2 separate regions of the Gossypium hirsutum genome follow, and region 2 is linked to region 1. Evidence: chromatin contacts called from public Hi-C data. All regions are on one chromosome and are shown on one strand. The core of a region is the stretch at or near the end of the contact, and the rest is flanking DNA. Distances in the headings are between cores, read along the strand shown. Region 1 holds the start of LOC107935472 (protein SRC2 homolog). Region 2 holds the start of LOC107935474.

Region 1 (3,307 bases), core at 205-2,704:
CACAGTGTCAATCCTAATTTCCAAGTTCAATCGCCTATGATCATTATTCAATAAAGCCAGAAAGAAACCATTCAATAACTAACTAACAAAAACTAAAAGATTAAACATAAAACGAACAGAAAATGTTAAAACTTAGATTTATTCTTGAAGCAGAAGAAATTAGCACATAATAAACATCAACAAGTTGTTCTCAGCTCACATTTTATTTGATCATTTTAATCCCAAACATTAAAAGCACAGACACGTTATCAGATCACAAATTATATACACAAATATCTATAAATATAAGCCATGATCATCATAACCTTCATCAGCATCATCATTGCCTTAAAAAACCCATCAATATTCTGGGCGATGATAATCACCATAATCATCCCTTTCCTTTGAAGTCACTTCATGCTCAACCCTTTCACCAATCTTTTCTTCTTCGTATTTCAATCCTTCTTCTAACGCCATTCCACCTAAAGCCCCTGCAACCGCTCCAACAGCTAATCCAGTTCCTACCCCAATTTTAGAACCTCCCCGAGGCTTCTGATCGTACGGCGAGTAATCTACTGGCGCCGATGGGGTTCCATAGCTGGAAGCTCGTTCGAAGAAAGGACGTGGAGGCATGGGCGGTGGCGGAGAGGAATAGTAATGGCTGGAGTAGTAGGGAGGGTAACCCTCGGGGATGGAGGAGTAAGGCGGATTTGGCGGAGGAGGAGAGGATGACGGTGGAGGAGGCGGCGGGGGAAGAGAAACGTAAGGCGGAGCAGAGTATCTTGGTGGAGGAGGGGCATTTGTGTAATAATAGCTAGAAGGAGGGGCAAAATGGTAATCATGAGGTGGTGGAAGAGGACGTTCCCGGATCCCAAGTTTCAACCGGATCTTACCTTGGGGACGACCCGAGGGTCGGAGCAAAGAAAAGGTTCGGATCTTGGAACCATCATCCAGGTCGGGTAATTCCTTGAGCTCAACCCGGAGAGTAGCCACCAAAGGCTTCGGAGTTTCAGAGGGTTTGGAATGAAAGATCTCGAGGGTCAAAACGGTTTCGTGTGGAGGAACAACAAGGGGAAGGGTGAAACGCTCATTCCAGACGGGTCGAGTTGAGCCAGAATCGTCCGACCGGGTTGATAAACGTCGGTCTGGATCAACCCAGAAGACTGCGTAGGGTTTTAGATCGCCGTTTTGCCAGTTGACGTTCTTTAGATGCTTGGCTGACACGATCGTCAAGTCGAGGTCAAGTGGTCTTGGTGGCGGAGGTCGAGAGTGAGTAGCCATGATGGTAGCTGCGACGGCAGTGGTGGTGGCGCTGGTCGTTGCTTTTGGTTGGTGGTGATGCTAACGTGCACCGGATAACTTCGGTGCGTAGGATAGCTGGAATATTTTTTGAAAGAATTTGGAGAGTGGACTGGACTTGATGGCTTTGCTTAAGATTTAGGAAGTGGAGAAAAGAAAAAGAGCAGTAAAATGACGATTTTAACCTTAGTGGTTGGCGGGTTTTTATTAAATGAGATCATTCGTGCATTCGTCTTGGGAATCGTATACTTTTAGTTTTGGTAATATTTCGTAAAAGGTCCCTGTATTTTTTACGGTTTTTACTATAATACAATCATTTTAATTCTTCTACTTATCGAAATACGTACTTTTAGCAAAACAAGGAGTTGTTCCGGTGCATCGTTTTGGATTTATTGCTATTATTAAAAAATATTTTACATATGTATATAAAAAATATGTACAAATATTAAATAATAAATATTAAATAAATATTAAATAAAAATACGTATATAATATATTCTTTAATAAACTTCACATATAATTATAAGTTATCATTTAACAATTTTAAAAAATAAGTAAAAAAATTCACATAAATTAAACAATAAGATCATCTTATATCTTGCATATTACAATCTATAATTCAAGAAATTCAACATAAATAATAAAAAAATTAAATTTATTTTTTGCACTAATTGATATGAGCGAAATCAACTGATACATATCGGTATGATCGATGTTGATTAGGATTTATATTTGAATGAAACCTAGAGTTTATTGTTCCTGTTTACTACTGGAACGGAACTTTCCGATAACATAGACATTATTGGAATGGAATTCACTACCTTAATTTTAGTTTTGAAATTATTTTTGTCATTAATTGTGATAAATAGTTTAAAGTGGCTTATTTTTCAATATTAGGTGTAAAGATTAAATTATAAAATTTATTAAACTACAGGGACAGTTAATTTTAACCTTTTTAATTTATAATAAGAGTTAATTACACCAAACATTTCAAAATTATGATTTTTATTTTAAATTTATTCTTAAATTTTAAATCATTCTAATTACATCCTAAACTATTAATGTTATGTCAATTAAATTTTTCATTTGCTAAAATCGTTAATTTAACTATTAAATAACATATCAAATCTTATGTGACATAATTTAAAATGAAATATTAGAGAAAAATGTTTTAAAAATATTAATTCTGATTTTTTCGAAGCTTTTGTAAAAGTTTTATCATCTATTATTTCTTTTTTTTTTTAATTTTTACTTTATTTTTAATTTTTACTTTAAAAAGTTACATGACAACGTTCTATTTAAAAAAATTCATTTTAAATTCAGTTACATAACACTTGATGTTTCATTTAGCTGTTTTAAAAATAAAAGGATCTGATTGATATAATATTAATAGTTTAGAGACGTAATTAGAACGTTTTAAAATTTGAAAACTAATTTAGAATAAGATCATAGTTTGAGGATGTATGATACAATTAACTCTTATAATAATCACGTCATAATTGTGTATAGTCCAATTAAATTCATAAATTTTTTTAATATTTTGAAGAAAAAAAATCCAAAATCCCTTTCATTTGCTTTCTTAAAGGGAACGAAAACAAGCAAAATAAAAAAGAACAAAGAAAATTGCAATGTCTTGTACGCTTCTTCGCTAGTCGCTACATACAAAGTCACAGATACCCTCCGCTGTTTCTCTTCTTTTTTTCCCTCTCTTTCTTTCATTTTCCCTCCTAAAGTCCTTAGATCTCTTTAACACGTCTTCAAACACCAAATTTTCTCGAGAAAATTTTTAGTTTTTTTCTCGGGGATCAGAAAACGATGTCGGACGCTTTGATTAATGGACTAGCTGGAGCCGGTGGAGGGATCATAGCTCAAATCATCACATATCCTCTTCAAACTGTACGATTCTCTCTTCTTTTTTTTTTTAACTTCCGTTTTCAAATTCAAAATTTTCAAATTAAATTTATTTTACTCTTTTTTGCTTTGATCTGCAGGTAAATGCTCGTCAACAAACAGAGCGTGATCTCAAGAA
Region 2 (3,091 bases), core at 406-2,905, 170 kb after region 1:
GATAGCACTAGAGGAGACAAAGCAAGAGTCTTGACAAACTTTTTTATATAATTTCTCTAAAAGATTGTAAGATCATAATAAAGTCCATTGTATTTCAATTCTGAAAAAGTAAGAAGAAGAAAAGCAAATTGTTTGCTTAGGTGTGAAGGGTGAATTGTGATGGATAACTTTTTATATTCTCAAAAATTACAATAATGTAGGATGGTGGCAGGCCGTGTCTGCCGCTGTTTTTGTCTTTGACCCAGTTCTGAAAACACCCATCAAAATCCATCCTTCTATTATCCATACTGAATTATTTTGTCACACGCTCAATTTAAAGTTGATAGATTTTTTTGGTTCATCAAACGGTTGATAGTTGGATTTTTGATTTCGAGAATGAAGTATATTTTATGGTTAGTTGTTTAGGTTTTTAGAAGGTAATCGTGGTGAATCTATTAATTATTATTGTCGGCAATGGATATATTGGTTACGACAAAAAAAAAAATTAAATCATTTTTTGGTGATTGAATTTGGTGATTACTCGAATTTGATAATTATTTTCACATTAAAATATAAATTTCTTTTGGTTTAAGTTAATTATTGATATTTTCTCGAAAATCTTAAAATTCAGATCTCAGTTGCGAAAATAATTGTTAAGATAAGGTACTAACTTGGGAAAAAAAATCCTTCCGTTTTGGATATTTTGATCATAGGTTCAGAAACTAGTAAAGTATTATTTCGATTGAATATATTACTAAAAATTCATAAAAATAAAAATATTAAATTTTTTTAATTATTTGGTTTAACTAATTTATAATTTAATTAATTGATTTATACGTATTTTAAAATTAACTAATTAGTTTGTAATCCAATTAAAGCATTGATTGGAGGCGAGCATGCTTAAAAGTACTTGAGAAGATATTATTAAATTGTGGTACGCTTTTTAATTATTATTATTTGTTTGTATCGATGAGGTGTTATTTTTCTATAAGATCAATAAATTCCTTTTCAAAGTCGAGAATACCCTATATAACTACAAAATTTTATTAAAAAAACAGGGGTAGTTTCGGAATTTCTGCTTAAGTTCCTTCTTACAGGGTTTTTGGGATGTGTGGCATCAAAATCGAATGATGTGTAATTAAAACACACTTACTTATATAGACAACATGATTGCTTCATTTGGGTCACTTCAATCAACTACTATCATTATATTAATTTTTTTATGGTAATAATATTTAAAAAACAAATAATTCAATTTTTATGTATTAGATTAAAAAATAAATTAATTCACTTGTTAAAATTTTTATCTATTTTTATTATTAAAAACTAGTTATGTAGGTCAAAATGAAGTACCATATGTAATTGTTTGATTATTTTATTAATTAAGCTAGTTTTAATTAGAAATACATGAATTTTTAAATATAAAAAATTAATTTACTCCTCGAGTAAAATAAAATTTGACCCATAGTATAAAACTCTTTATGATACTTTTATCGTGTTTTGATTGATTTAAGTTCAAATGATGTGAATTAAAAAAATTTACTTTAAGTAATTTGGAGAAAAAAAAATCAAACTGTCATCTGTTAGATAATTGATCGAACCTCCGACAATAGTTAATATCAAACTCGAGTATTTGTGTTTGATTTTATCATTGAATTTTATCTATTGATTCCGACGAAAACTTCAAGAGATTTATGGAGTGAAAGTACCTCACCACCACATTTGTGAATAAAATGAGTATTAAGATGCTCTTATTTCGTGAATCTCACAAAACTACCATCGGAATTAAAAGATAAAATTCGAAAATAAATTTATCTATAAGCACCCTAAACTTAATACCAACCATTGTTAAATTTACCCGATTATCCAACAAATAGTACTTTAAAAATTTCTGCCAAGTTGGTTTATAGAATATTTTCTATGTATATTTCTACATGAGATCTTTTCTTCTTGTTCATGTTTCTCTCTCTTTGTTTCGCAGAGAGAGAAAAGAGGGACAACACCTACCATTCTTAAAACCGTGTTTACCAGCCAAAAGAAAAAGCCTCTGTAAAACAAACAGAGCTACTAATGCATAGTTAAACTCAAGTAGCTTTACTGTCGGAAAATTTGATGAATTTTTTGTTTGTAAGAACAATTACATGAGGATTCAAAAACTGGGTCTTAACCTAAATGGAACAATCTTTACCAAAACAACCCCAAGGGGTCATCATCGCCATTGACGTTGTTGATGAAGGAACAGAGCAACAAGAAGGAAACCTGACAGGTAACGAGGAACAAGAAGATAGCAACCGTCACGGTTCTTCTTCTTCTCTGGAACTGGATCTTGAGTCTGGGGTAGTGTCCGAAACCAAGTCACATTTAGCAAAAGAACTGGAAAGAGATTGCAGGATTTGTCATCTCACTTTGGACCCGACCAACCATGAATCTGGTGTTCCTATTAAGTTAGGTTGTTCTTGTAAGGATGATTTGGCTGCTGCTCATAAACATTGTGCTGAAGCTTGGTTCAAAATCAAAGGAAACAGGTAAGTAATTCATCAAACATTGTCACCGTATTTTGTCTTCACTGTCATGATTTATGTATATCTTGCTTGAATCTTCAGTGATTTTTGGGACTGAAATGTGGAAATGCAAGGGCTTTATGTAAATAAATTGAAAAAGTGGTCAAAACAATGGTGGATCCATGATGTTTTTTTTAAGGTTATTTTGGTTCTGTTTTTTTTTTGCCCTTTTTTTATGTTTTTATTTTTGGTTTTGTTCTGTAAGAAAAAAAAGTCGAGGAATCTTTTGTTGTTAATGGCCCGGGAATACAATGGGGGAGAATATATAAACAAAGAATATTTTTTCTCTGTTTTCTTAGATTATAAAGTAAGGACTCTAGTTTGAATATCGAATTTGGTTTTACTTATGTCGGGTTTAGTTTAGTTGGTTCATGTCCTTATCCGTAACCAAATAGGTTAAACATAAGTGTTTTTAATGTGTTATCTTGTCGAGAAAGACGAAACAAAGAAAGTGGGTGATTAAAGTAACATTGAGTTTTCTGAGTTAGGAGTTGAATTGCATTTTTGTCCAGGGTAAATTAGTTCTTATACATTAGATCAAAAAGTTAATT

The links. A called contact is a pair of places that touch in the nucleus more often than the background predicts.
Region 2: a Hi-C map of leaf shows a contact between it and region 1, with 1.6 times the contacts expected there. The contact joins the promoter of LOC107935474 here to the promoter of LOC107935472 in region 1. A contact is called at or near these places in 2 of 34 Hi-C or Micro-C datasets (hypocotyl and leaf).

The regions. Positions count from the first base shown.
Region 1 is chrD10:65,546,899-65,550,205 of Gossypium_hirsutum_v2.1, forward strand. LOC107935472 (protein SRC2 homolog) reads right to left here and starts at 1,455. Exons shown (of 1, transcript XM_016868089.2): 1 at 124-1,455. The coding sequence starts at 1,260. The coding sequence ends at 340. LOC107935413 (peroxisomal nicotinamide adenine dinucleotide carrier) reads left to right here and starts at 2,813. Exons shown (of 11, transcript XM_016868016.2): 1 at 2,813-3,174; 2 at 3,270-3,307. The coding sequence starts at 3,094.
Region 2 is chrD10:65,716,475-65,719,565 of Gossypium_hirsutum_v2.1, forward strand. It overlaps LOC107935474, which reads left to right and starts at 1,656. Exons shown (of 2, transcript XM_016868091.2): 1 at 1,656-2,504. The coding sequence starts at 2,152.